Linked DNA regions of Mus musculus: region 1 is linked to region 2. The links are chromatin contacts, called in public Hi-C maps. All regions are on one chromosome and are shown on one strand. Each heading gives the region's core, a stretch centred on a gene start, on an enhancer-like site or on the middle of the called end of the contact. The rest is flanking DNA. Distances are from core to core; before and after follow the strand shown.

What was found. A called contact is a pair of places that touch in the nucleus more often than the background predicts.
Region 1: a Hi-C map of cerebellar granule neurons shows a contact between it and region 2, with 2.8 times the contacts expected there. The contact joins two enhancer-like sites. A contact is called at or near these places in 4 of 484 Hi-C or Micro-C datasets (brain, cerebellar granule neurons and cerebellum) and 2 of 115 datasets of contacts at active chromatin or transcription factors (both in embryonic stem cells).

What each region holds. Positions count from the first base shown.
Region 1 is chr6:107,060,211-107,067,103 of GRCm38.p6, reverse strand. No RefSeq gene overlaps it. Among named protein-coding and RNA genes, the nearest start is that of Gm22418, 62 kb to the right of the region's middle. Within about 2 kb of position 4,038, at least 4 of the 459 cell types and tissues checked have an H3K27ac peak or open chromatin away from gene starts, as enhancers often do. A contact at or near this core is called in cerebellar granule neurons, where this site is marked.
Region 2 is chr6:106,817,171-106,824,515 of GRCm38.p6, reverse strand. No RefSeq gene overlaps it. Among named protein-coding and RNA genes, the nearest start is that of Crbn, 21 kb to the right of the region's middle. Within about 2 kb of position 1,440, at least 1 of the 459 cell types and tissues checked has an H3K27ac peak or open chromatin away from gene starts, as enhancers often do. A contact at or near this core is called in cerebellar granule neurons, where this site is marked.

The sequences.
Region 1 (6,893 bases), core at 2,789-5,288, 240 kb before region 2:
TGCTTTCCTTCCCTGCCCTTCCCTCTCTTCCTCTCACGTCCTTCTCCTGCATTTCCTCCTTTTTTTTCCTTACCCCTCCCCTCTCTTCCTTTCCCTATATTCCTATACTTTTAAATTTTAAAAAGTGTGACAGTCTTAATATTCTTCCTTACCTTGAATTCACTATGTATCATAGGCAGACTTACAACCTGTAGTCTTGCTGTCTTGGCCTCCTGGATAACAAAGATTACAGGTGTTGACCATGATACCCAGTGTATTAGGTACAGGCCACTTGGGGATTTCTATTTTAATGGCCAACAACTCAGTCTGAGTTTTTAAGTACTTACGCATCAAACTAGATGTCTGTTCTCTTAGCAAATGAAAGTTTATGGTCAACTTCTGGTAGCCATTGGAAATTCTGTAAATCTTAACTTAAAACATTTTTCACTCTATCTCTCTGTAGTCCAGGCTCTGTGAACAGCATATCTATTATTAAATTTGAGGAAGACTTGGACTGCCTTCAAGCTTGTTGGATCAGTGAAAAAGAGAAACTGTATTCAAACTGATAGTAGGATAGACACCAAAGCCACCAAACTGTTATTTTTAACTCAATCACACTGTTCCCTCTTGAAAAGTAAAATCTCTTCATAATTTTCCTTCCCCACAGATAGTACATTTTCATCTCCAGAAATGGGTTCTGCACTAATTCTAGATGTTCTGGTGTGAATAATGGATAGGTGGGCTCAGGTTTCTGAGTCCAGGACATGTGAAGAACTAAGGCTGGAGTGAATTCCCATCAGTTACATAAAATATATTTGTCCTGGGTCCTGGAGATGTAGAAATGCAAGATATAAAGTCCTTTCCATTCTTCAGAAAGTTTAAGAATAAAAAAAAATTCAGGTTTTCTGATATATTTTTTTGTTTATATTACTTATTATTTCCTTGTTTACTATCAGGAAAAAGGGAACTTTATTAATTTATAAGGCTAGCAGACAAAACACTATACCTCATTATGACATTTTATACATACATGTCAGTGTATTTTTTTAAATTTTGACTTATTCCTCTCCCTAGTTGCTTTTCTTCCTCCCGTATTTCTCTTCTGGTTCCATACCTACCTTCAAATAATCCCTTTCTCTTGTGTTTGATTATCGTTTTTCTTTCATTTTCCCTCTGTTGAGTTCCTCACCTTTCATGGAGTGTGTGTGTGTAATATTATGTGACTATATTATATAAAATATATAGACATATGTCCTGTGTATGATTGAAAGTGAGAGTTATTTGCCTTTGTGAGCCTGACCTTTTCATTTCTCCATATGGTTGAATAAAATATGAAATTTCATTGTGTATATCTACCACATTTTTTTTATCTACTCATTTGTTAGTGGACATCATTTTCTGATTACTGTGAGTGCTATGGTAATAAACATGGGTGCACAAATATCTCTGTAGTACATTAACTTGCATATTTGTAGGAGTGGCACAGCCTGCTCCTATGATATCTGTAGTTTCCCCAGCCTCCTCCACATTCAAATTCCATGGTGACTATAATAGCTTACATTCCCAACAATTCTCTCCCTTCATCTATGCCAATGTGTACTGTCTTTTGTGAAAACTGAATCTTATAGGAGATTGAACATATTACAGATGGAAAAATCTCATGGTTCAAGAACCAGGATTTAAAGCAGGGGTTTTTGGATACAAAGTATTTGCAATAAGAAAAATGAAGCTGATCATGGTATCTGAGTCAGGAGGGGATACAGTTGATCTGTTCCCAAGTTCATGTCAAGTCATGTTCCCACCGCCACCTGTGTAAAGAGATACATTCCTCTAGATAGGACCACTCTCACTTTGCTCCATGCCTCCTTAATGTCCTAGACTAACCTTTCTGAGAACCTAGATGTGTCCTTGTTCTCTCTCCCATCCTTTGGGGAGTGTCAGATCTACATTGCAGTCTGCAAGTCTCTCTTCACTCTCTCCTTTAACCTTCACAGGCATTTCCTCCATAAATCTCTTGCTTGATTTACCCTGTATTGATGTGTGGCTTTTGGATGGCAGAAGGCAATACACGAAGCAAGGTAATGACATGGGAGAATTTTCATGCAGCTGGTCCTTGCCACAGCACACCCTGATCCATCTTACTATATACCCAATATAATTTTTGGTCCATTAAACCACAGTTCTGCCGTGAACCCATGCAGAGACTGTCCTGAGTGGAGATGATTACACTGTAGGCAGAGGAAAGATACAGCTGAGCCGGCAGCAGCTGTTTCCAGAAGGAGATAAAAGCAGATCCCTGGGGGAAAGCCAGGACTAGAACAGTCACCCAGATGTTGAGCTAAGCTTCTGTTCCAAGCATTTCCCCCATCATGTCCATATCCTGAATCAGCAGAATAAGGGTGCTAAACATCAAAGTGTCTGTCACATGAATGAAAAATGACAAAAGCAATAACTGGGACCAGGAACTCTAACATAGCTGATGGCTATGCCAAGCAAGACTATTAAGAATCACAGCATTGGGGCCTAGCAAACACAGAAGTAGATGATCACAGTCAGCTATTGGATGGATCACAGGGCCCCCAATGGAGGAGCTAGAGAGAGTACCCAAGGAGCTAAAGAGATCTGCAACCCTATAGGTAGAACAACAATATGAACTAACCAGTACTCCCAGGAGCTCATGTCTCTAGCTGCATATGTATCAGAAGATGGCCTAGTTGGCCATCAGTGGAAAGAGAGGCCCATTGGTCTTGCAAACTTTATATGCCTCAGTACAGGGGAATGCTAGGACCAAGAAGAGGGAGTGCATGGGTAGGGGAGTGGGGGGGGGCATGGGGGACTTTTGAGATAGCATTGGAAATGTAAATGAAGAAAATACCTAATTAAAAAAAAAAGAATCACAGCATCTTATATACTACTTGCAGGGATGGTGCTCAGGGGACAACTGCCAAAGTCACCAGAGAGCTAAGTCAGACAATGTTGGCAAAGAGGACACAGGATACCTCAGACACAGCCTCTTTAGGACTGATAACCACAGCCCAAGGGGAAGAGCAATGTCCCCAGAAACTACAACCTTGACTCCTACAAGGCATCTGCCCCAGCATCACACAGACCTGGCCAAGTCTGTTCCTGGACAGGGACACAGAACTAAAGTTCCTTTTGTCCTTTTCATGGGGGCCTCTGAACATCTTAGGTTAGTCTGTCTTCTCAAGGTCTTGTTTTTCTCTGTGAGGGAAATAAAAGTGTGGTGGGGCCAGCATTAGTGGCAAAGAACCTAGATTCAAGGTTGGAGTCTGATATTTATTAGTGATAGGAAAGAAGATAACTGAAGTGAAGGAATTAAGCACTTAAGGACTGGGGATCTGAAAGGTGTCCGTGACCAAGAGCTCACTATGTGTCAGAGCTCTCAATTGGGTAGGATGGACATTCCTACAGGAATCCCAGAGGCTCTGGTGGCTGAAGCATAGTGAACTGTTTAGAGCATCGAAGGTAAGAATAGAAAGGGGCAAGACAAGCATAGGTGGGGACTGGAGCATGTATTCACATTACACTGAGAAACAGGTGTGATTTGCATTCTGGCTACTGTAACAATTGCAGATAATTACAGTCAGGTGTGAAGGAGTAAAACAAAAAGCTCTTAGTCACCACTTGCTTGCACAGATCATTTAGACTCAAGAGAAAGCAGCTAGGAAACATGAGTATGGGTGCTGAGATACAAAGCAATGACAAAGAAAGATGTTGGCGCCGCTTTGGATAAAAGGAAGTGATGGGAAGAAATGCTGTATTGGCTTAGGTGTTGGGGTCAGGTTGGGTACAGGATCAGAAAGACAAATTTCTAGAATTATAATGGGGGCAGGACTTGTTGCACTCGATGTTGTGCTGTGCCTTCAATAATATATCAAATGCTGCTCTATAAAGAGTAGACTCGAGCATAAGAAGCTAGAGGCTTGCATCCCACACACCCTCGAAAGAAGAGAAATTGTAATTTAGCTCACCTAACAGAGCTGGCAAAGAAGGAGGGAGCAGGTGTGTGCCCCTGAGCAGAAGTGATATTTTGGCAAGGGAAGACATAAAACTGGGGCTCCAGATCCATCTTGCTGACCTTGTACAATATGTTCTCCTGAGCAGAGGGGAAGAAATAAGGTCATTGGATAAAGGCCAGAGATGATGTAACAAAAAAAATCTCTTCCGATACCACTTCCACTCTTGCTGACAATGATCAGAAAGCAAATTTGAAAAGCAGAGAACTATTTCTATTTTATTGCATTCTTAAGAAAAAAAAAAAAAAACAAAACAGGCTTACCCAAGAGCCTACATCTTACCTTATGAAAGCCTACTGTGTGATACAGTTACTGTTGATTTAGGGAGCTGAGAGTTTCTTGAGACACAAATATTAATATAATCTTCACAGAAATAACTGGCCACTGATTGGTCCTAGAAGGAGAAGCTATATCATACTGTGACCGTATCTAAGGTAATTCTTGACCTGATAAGATCATAGATTTGAGCCCTGAAGTTGTCACTAACTTGATGGAAGAGTACCTTAGGGAAAAGTGTTTGATCAGGATATGGAATGTTTTATTAGGGTTTGCTTTTGTAATGTGTTTCCCACTGCTGAATGTGATGCCCTCAGTATAAAGTTGACCCAGTGACCATAGAATAGAACCACAGAGAGCTGTAAGTGAATGACAGTGTAAGGTCAGGCCTTCTTGTTCTGCCAGATGTCTGTTTCACCAAGTGTGCCCATGCCAGCCTTGAACTTAAAGTTCTCCTGCCTCATCCTTCTAAGTCTGGGAGTGTAGGTGTACACTTTGATGCTCTGCTGCTTACTATCTTAAAAAAGGACACAGCGGGATTCATGTAAATATTAGTAGCAAATACAAGCATTGGGTAAGGAATTTTGAGAGGAAGGTCATGGTTGCCTCTGCATCTGTGAATATCAGACTCCCAGCAGATTTTGGAGCTATAGTTGGCATTTTTGAAAATGTTAGTAACTATTGCTGAGGTAATTTGAATGGCAAATCTTTTCTGTAGGTTCAGGTATTTGTACACCTAGTCACTTACTTGGGGGTGATGCTTGGAGACCTTGCTGGACAAAGTATGTCACAGAGGGATGAGCCTTGAGATATAGCCTCCTATCACTTCCAGTTCACTCTCTCTGCTTTGTGGTTGTAGGTGTTATGAGCTCTCAGCTTCCTGCTCCTCACCTGCCACTTCCTGTTGTGCCTTCCCAACATGATCATCTGCACAGAACTGTAAGCCCAAATAAGCTCTTCCTTTTGTAAGTTGCTTATGGTGGTGGTATTTTAGCACAGTAGGTGCAGAGTAACTGAGAGAGTTGGTGTTTAGAATTTTTATTGCTACCTTGGCACTTATGAGATTAGCTGGGAAATACACCTTCTCAGCTTTCTTGAAAGTCACTTCTCAAGTCTGTTCTCTCTGTGAGGTTATAAACAGCGGGGATTCTCGTCATGAATTATTTATTCAGTATATCTATCCAGGTCTTGACATACTACAGATAGTATGCAGGCATGTGGATATAATGTAACGGCTGAGATAGAATATAGATGACTACAATTAAGTCAGGATTTTTTTTTCCTTGCAAGGAAATCAGAATATAGAAGTCTGTGTGTATGCACATGTGTGTGTGTGTGTGTGTGTGTGTGTGTGTGTGTGTGTGTGTATGTGTACCTGTGTACATGCAGAGGCCAGGGGGCAATGTTGAGTGTCTTTGTTGATTGCTCCCATTGAGAGAGGATCTCTTACTTAATTGTGGAACTCACTGATTGCCTATCCTGGCTGGATAGTGAGCCACTGGGATCCTCCTGTCTCTATCCCACAATGCTAGAATTACAAACCTATGCTGTCATGCCTGGCTTCTATATAGGTACTGGGAATCTAAACTCAAATGTTTTACCCACTGATCCAGCCTCTCAGAAGAGAATTTTTTAAATTATTCATAGTTTTAGCTTGGTGTAGCTCTGGTATACCTGAATTTAGGTTTCTATGGCTTAATTAAATAACATGAATCATTTAGCAGCATTGCTCCAATTCTAGTTACCACAGTATATAAACTGTGGCTGACTGTAGATTCATGGTAGCTCTTTAGTCCTTAATACAAAAAAAAAAAAAAAAAAAACATAATCAGAGAAAATCATATCACCTTCTCAAAGTCTATAGTCCTTTTGTCATTGCAGAAAGCTATCCTGGAGTATCTGATGTTCTGTTTTTCCATTTTTGTTTTGCTTTTTGTTGTTGTTGTTGTTGTTGTTGTTGTTCTTGTGTTGTTTTGTTTTATTTGAAAGATAATTAAGCATGTTGCCAAGGATCACCCTTGGCTTAGAGAGAGATTCTGAGGAAAGGGTGTTTGAGAGTAGCGAAACAAATGACCTAAAGTCAAATCACAGGGTACAAGCTGACGGCCTATGTTCTGCTCAAGATGGCTTTCCAGATAGCTCTCTGCTTGAGACAGCTTTCTCTGACAAGTCTAAAAAAAAACTCTCAGAGAAGCTCATCTCTTGTTGTGGTACTGTAAGACTCTGGAGAGCCTTAACTTACCAGAGACCCCTGAGTAAACAACTTGGAGATGGGAATCAATGCAAAAGCAAGAGGAATTTTATTTAATCCATCATGCTGGGGTCACCTTGCACATGGGGAGAGAACGACCCTGGGTAGCCCATCCAGTAAGCCTTTAAACAGTTCTGCTGCCATTAGGTACAATGTGATTGGCAGAACAGTGTGACTATATAAACTGATTGGTTTTTAGGGAATGAGGTGGCAAGGACTTCCCTTGTCTGTAGGTGAGCAAAAGTCTGTCCTATGGAATGTGTCCCCACCCACAGGTCGGTCCCTCCCCTCCCCACCCACCCAAGGTCTGAGGAATATTCTGGAGGGGCAAGTTTTCAATAACCTTTCCA
Region 2 (7,345 bases), core at 191-2,690:
ACTCTGTATTTAACTTGTTTGGTCTTACCATTGTTCAAAATGGGACTTAAAAGATGACTTGTAAAAGTCACTATGCCACTTAAACAGGATTTAAAAGAAAAGGTGTTTGTCCTAATTTTGTTATTAACTTTTGCAGAAGGGAGAACACGCTTTTATAGATGGGGGAACTAAAGGGCTCATCCCTAGCCTCTAACCAGCCACCTGCCACTTCACCACTAACACACAATAGCAGTACATATTAGGTAGAAGTCAACAAAAAACTGGGAAGTGGTGGCACATGCCTTTAATCCCAACACTCAGGAGGTAGAGTCTGGAAGATCGGATCTCTGGGAGTTCGAGGCAAGCCTGGTCTACATAGTTAAGTTCCATGACAGCCAGGCCTGAAAATAAAAAGCAAACAAACAAAAGTCAACAAAAAGTATAGAAAGAGGTTGTGCAAAGTACATATCACCTAGTTATGGACTTATAAAATGTTAAAGGCCAAGTGTTCTCTAAGAGCAGGCACCACAGCCTTCACTTTCTAGAGGACTCAGAGATCTTGGAAGGTCACCAAATGATCCCACAGGAAATATCGCAATCAAGACTGGTGGCCACATTCCAGAGTATCCACTAGTCAGGTGGACTCCAAAATTTCAAATAGAAAGTATGAACTGATTAGGACCCTAAATCAAGAATCCTGGCTGCAGAAAGCTTCTGCAGTGTGAGGATAATCAGTTAGCAAAGTGTGAAGATTGAGTTATTCAGTCTTCTGCCTGGGTGTACTGGAACTGAAATGTATAAGGAGGTACCTCCAGAGCGAAGGAAACCATGAGAAATCCTTGTAGCTCTGTAAGGATGACGACTGGCTGGAGGATAAGATCACGAAAGAAAGAAAGAAAGAAAGAAAGAAAGAAAGAAAGAAAGAAAGAAAGAAAGAAAGAAAGAAAGGAAGGAAGGAAGGAAGGAAGGAAGGAAGGAAAGAAAAGAAAAGAAAAGAAAAGAAAAGAAAAGAAAAGAAAAGAAAAGAAAAGAAAAGAAAAGGAGAGAGAGAGAAAGAAAGGAGGAGGAAGGGAGGAAGGAGGGACGGAGAAAGGAAGGAAGGAGGGAGGGAGGGAGGGAAGGAAGGAAGGAAGGAAGGAAGGAAGGAAGGAAGGAAGGAAGGAAGGAAGGAAGGAAGATCAGCAGTGGCAGTAAGCTTTAAAATGTCAATCGATAGATCAGGGCTGTGTTGTGTGTATTGGGAGAGAGAGATGGAGGCTCATATGTAGAAACAGAAGCCACACAAAGGGACTGCCTGAGAAACAATAAATAAATCTGAAAGCTCAATTCTAAACACAAGCCTAAAGGTTCCAGAGAGTTATCTACAGAAACAAAGACGGAAAGAGTTCACAGTGTGGCAAGGGCAGCCAGTTAGAGTGGAGAGCATAGCAGGCATCTCCTTCCAGTGAAAGGTGACAGTGAGACTGCTTCAGCAGGGAACTGTGTCACAATACTGGGGAAGGGGAGCCTGCAAGGGGCTGAAGTCAAAGGCACAGATTTGTCATATTTTGACCCATAAAAAAGATATACACCAAAGGGCAAGGCCACTGACTAAAGTCCAAGCTATTTTCTCTGTTTTGTTTGTTTGTTTGTGAATACTTAATAATCTTTATGAAAGTGAGAGGAGAAAGGATGTACTAGTGGCAAATGTGTTTTAGAAAAAGAAGAATTCATGTTATTGACAACATTTTGTAAAGTCAAATTTTCTAGTAGAAATTGCTCACACAATTAACATTGGTTTTCAGGTACAAGTTTGGAGGTGTTTTCTTTTTTAAATTTCTAGTTGAGTACTTTTAAAGAGAAATTCATTTTCTTGTATACTTTCATTTTGTGCTTCACTGATAGCAATGAGAGAGGAGGGAGGAGAGAGGGAGAAAGAGACAGAGATCACAGTTCTCAAAATGTTACCAACACACACACACACACACACACACACACACACCACAAACCTTTCTGTATAAATATCAACCACGCCATCTTGTGGCTTGTACATTTCTGCAGTCCTGCTTTAAGTCACAGTTTGAACTGTGCACACACTAAAATTTCTCATTACCTTTAATCATTAAATAAAATATGAATTCTGATATGATGAACATTGACTCTTGTGCAGTGTTAATGAACTAGATTCATATTGTAAAATATTTATTGTGAGACCAAGGGCAATTACAAAGAGAGCAGATACAAAACCCTTACCAGACATTTATGCCTTAATACGGGCTTATGAACTTGGAAGCAATTGTTTTCTGTTCAGCCTAAAGCCACTTCCCTTCATGTTCTCTGCATCATCTCCTCTGTTTCTCCGTTATTATTTATTATTTTGTTTTCCCCTCTGGTCTATATTAGAACTTAATAGACTCCTTGTGGTGAGAGATTTTTATTTCAGTGTTTCAGCATTACATACCCAAATGCCTAACACTGCCCCTGACACACAGCAGGCACTCAACAAATATGTGTCAAATTATGATAACTAATAAAGAAGGCTGAATAACTAAAATTTATCTTTCAAATAAGACTAATGAGAGCACTTTGTAGGAAAGCATAAATTAGAAAAATCTCCGTGACTGATGTGAACTGATGTTTCCTCAAAAATTCAGTAAAACTAGTTTAAATGCATACCTCTAGTACTTTCAAAAGATGCAGCAATTCAGGTCATGTTGCTGAAAGCGAGACTGTTAGGATAAGGCATCCATTATTCAGTGATGTGTCATGAGTCATGAGAAGCCCTCTTACAGAAGCTGTGGCTTTACCAATGAACTGGTACCTCTTTGAATCAATAGTCAAGTCAGAACACCTGGGAAAATCACATTTTGATGTTTGCCAGAGTCTATGGGGTTATTAAGTGACATTTGGATAACCGATTTAAGCCCTGCCATTGGGAGGCTCCTAACTTGCTGACTGGGCCAATTTGCATGCATAGAAAGAAAGTACCAGGGTCTAGCTTCGTGAATATGAACTTAGGTCACATCAAACATGCCTTTAATGGTATCCAATTTATACTTTGAATTCTGATTAGTGCTGTTTAAACACACACACACATACACACACACACACACAGAGAGAGAGAGAGAGAGAGAGAGAGAGAGAGAGACAGAGAGACAGAGAGAAACAGAGACAGAGACACAGAGAGACAGAGAGACAGAGAGAAGGGGAATCATAAGAAGAATCTATTTGTGAGCAAGAGGACATAATAGAAAAGTATCAATGGGAGAGGAGGTCCTTGTTCCTGTGGGGGCTAGATGCCCCAGCATAGGTGGATGCTAGGGCAGTAAGGTGGGAGTGGGTGGGTGGGTAGGGGAGCACCCTCATAGAGGCAGGAGGAGGACAATGGGATAGGGGATTTTCTGGAGGGGGGGACTGGAAAATAACCGATAAAGAAGTAAAGTAAAAACAGAATTGTACATAAGTTCAAATTTTATATTGCATAGAATTTCAGCTTGTGGACTTTATTGCACTTAGCGTCTTTACAGGTTCCCAGATGATTGTTAAGGGAAATGTTCACTTCATTAGGACATTGACAGTCATCCCAAAGAAAATAAAGCACAGACAATTGGAATAAAGCCTTGGAATATTAGAGGGCATGTCCTAATTGGCTGTTTGCCCCACTCCCTATCCTCTTTCAACTCCTGGACAGGATCCCACAGAACTGTGCAGAGGGCAGGAATGTGGTATCTACCAGTCCAATTCAGTTCCTTTGTCACTTGATTCTAAGACAGTATGTTAATATCACCTTGAGAGCTTGTTGAATTGCATAGGTCAAGCACAGGTCAAGGTTGCTTCTTTCCACCTCTATAGATGTGTAAGTACAGGAATCTAACATTCCTGGCATCCTGGTTTAGGTGAGCTTCAGGACACACTTTTGAGTACCTTGGTGAATTTCTATAAATCATGTAGGAGCACACTGTCTTTTGTCCATCCATATATCACAGGTCTTCCTGACGCACAGTCTGTGTGGGTGACTCACTTGTAGGTGTGGATGATGGATGAAAGATTACATATTCACACACTTGAAGAAAGACAAGGGCAGAAGGCAGAACCTTGAATGTTCCAAGGTCCAAAGATCCTTGGGACCTCATAAGTTTCTTATAAATAATATTTTGAACCCCTCAATTTTGTGTGACCATTTTTGTTTTTTCTTTTAAATACCATGTCCCTTTGGCAACTGAGTAATTTTGTCACTTGGGATTAAAAATGGTTCTTTTGTAAAATGGCAAACCATCTTGATGTTTCATCTTCAAACCTCTAACAAATTTCTGTTCTCATACTAAACTGTTCTTCTAGGAGAACAGAGGTGTCTATCTGTAGTTTTATAAAACAAAACACATTTTTATAGTGAGTGCCCAATCAGAGGAGCCACAGAAGAGGAAGCGGTGTCAAAAAGCTTGGGTGCCTGGGTGGCTTGTTGAGCAACATTGAATAAGACATGCAATTCTCTGAGCCCTACTTTCCCCTTTTGGAGAAGTACTTCCCATGGCTCTTTGGACTCTGCATATATATTTAATCACTGAAGTTTTAAACTTTCACCTCGTCTTCTGATGTAAAAAGAAGGTCTTCCTACAGACTTCCACTAATGATAGTGTCGAAATCAGAGTTTACCCAAAGGTATCTACATTCTGATCCTCAGAACCCATAAATGTCTTCCCTTACATAGGGAACTTCACTCACTTAATGAGGTCAATCCTCATCACATCTAATTACAAAACCAGAGAACTGTTCTTAGATGCAGCCCAAGGGAGAGGAACACAGGAGGATGGAGGAAGGGTCAAGGAGAGGCAACATTTGGTAACCTTGTACATGGAGAGAAATGACTGAGTATGGTCCAAGGAACATGAATAGGCTCTCAGAGCTATAAAAGGCAAGGTTTCTTATTACATTTTCAGAAAATAAAACTGCCAACACTTTTATTATAGCCCATTTAGACTGTAAGATTATAAATATGCAGTGCTTAAACTTGTAAATCATGGTTATTTCTTATGACAATAGTAAAAAAAACTAATAAATGTATACTAAAATTAAAAGAAATAGGCAGGAGTCCAGTACTGTGTACCATTTACTGGGCAAGCCAGGACCTACTATAAATGTATTGACAGTGTTGTTTGGCCTGGACCTCATACTTATGAGGGTTCCAAAATTTAGAATTTTAGCACTAATTTACAAGTAATTGGTTTAAAACATGTATACATATAAATTGTGTACATAGAAATACACACATATATACATATTTGTGTATGTACATATGCATGCATTTTGACATGAGTTCAGTTCCCAGAACCTTGCATTTAAAAAAAATATGGGCATGGTAGTATATATTTATAATCCCAGCACTAGAGAGGTAGAGACAAGTGCATTCTTGAGACCCTATCACCAGCCAGCATAGCCTACTAAAGAGCTCCTGGCCAATAATAGACATTGTCAACAACAACAACAACAACAACAACAAAGTGGCAAGAGATAAATGCATCTTGAGGAAATATAACTAGGAGTGACTTGTGATTTACACACACTTACACACTTTCACACACAATCGAAAGGAGAGATAGGGGATAGAAAGAGAGCTTGGAATTATCTCATGACTCTGCTTCGTTACAGAGACTCAGAGGGTCAAGGGATACTCAAAATCACACTCAAAAGTATTCTCACAGCTACAGGAATTCTTATCTTTCAAAGAGAAGCAGGATTGTAAAGTAACCTTATGTCAACAGTATTTTATTTGAGCTTGCCTTTTTAAATTTGGATATTTCTTTATTTACATTTCAAATGTTACCCCTTTCCGAGTCCCACCCTCAGAAACCTCCTATTCCATTCCCCCTCCCCCTGCTTCTATGAGAGTGTTCCTCACCCACCCACCCACACACTCTTTCCTCCCCACCCTCTCATTCCCCTACACTGGGGCATCAAGCCTTCACAGTACCAAGGACCTCTCCTCCCATGGATACCAGATAAGGCCATCCTCTGCTACATATACTGCTGGAGCCATGGGTCCCTCCATGGCCCCTGGGAGCTTTGGGGGATCTGGTTGGTTGATATTGTTGTTCTTCCTATGGGGTTGCAAACACCTTCAGCTCCTTCAGTCCTTTCTCTAACTCCTCCTTTGAGGACCCCATGTGCAGCCCAATGGTTGACTGTGAGCATCCACCTCTGTATTTGTCAGGCTCTGGCAGAGCCTATCAGGAGACAGCTGCATCGGGCTCCTGTTAGCATGCACTTCTTGGCATTCACAATAGTGTCTGCATTTGGTGACTATATATGAGATGGATCCTCAGGTGGAGCAGTCTCTGAATGGCCATTCCTTTAGTCTCTGACCACACTTTGTCTCCATATTCCTCCTGTGAGTATTTTGTCCCCCCTTCTAAGAAGGACCGAAGAACCCACACTTTGGTCTTCCTTCTTCTTGAGCTTCATGTGGTCTGTGAATTGTATCTTGGGTATTCCTAGCTTTTGGGCTAAAATCCACTTATCAGTGAGTGCATACAATGTTCTTTTGTGACTGGGTTACCTCACTCAGGATGTTTTTTTTTTTTTTTTTTTTTTTTGTTGTTTTTTTTTTTTTTTTTAGTTCCATCCATTTGGCTGTGAATTTCATGAAATCATTGTTTTTAATAGCTGAGGACTCCACTGTGTAAATGTACCACATTTTCTGTACCCACTCCTGTGTTGAGGGACATCTGGGTTCTTTCCAGTTTCTGGCTATTATAAATAAGGCTGCTATGAACATAGTGGAGCATGTGTCCTTATTACATGTTGGAGCATCTTCTGGGTATATGCCCAGGAGTGGTATTGCTGGATCCTCAGGTAGTTCTATGTCCACTTTTCTAAGGAACTAGCAAACTGATCTCCAGAGTGGTAGTTCCAGATTGCAATCTCACCAGCAATGGAGGAGTGTTTCTCTTTCTCCACAACCTTGCCAGCATCTGCTGTCACCTGAGTTTTTGATCTTAACCATTCTGACATAAGCCATTGATATTCTGTTCAGGGAATTTTCCTCTGTGCTCATGTGTTCGAGTTTCTTCCCCACTTTCTCTTCTTTTAGTTTCAGTGTATCTGGTTTTATGTGAGGTCCTTGATCCACTTAGACTTGAGCTTTGTACAAGGAGATAAGAATGAATCAATGTGCAGTCTTCTACATGCTAATTGTCAATTGAACCAGCACCATTTGTTGAAAATGCTGTTTTTTCCCAGTGGATAGCTTTAGCTCTTTTGTCTAAGATCAAGTGGCCATAGGTGTGTGGGTTCATTTCTGGGTCTTCAATTCTATTCCATTGATCTTCCTGTCAATACTGTACAGTTCTTATCACTGTTGCTCTGTAATACAGCTTGAGGTCAGGGATGG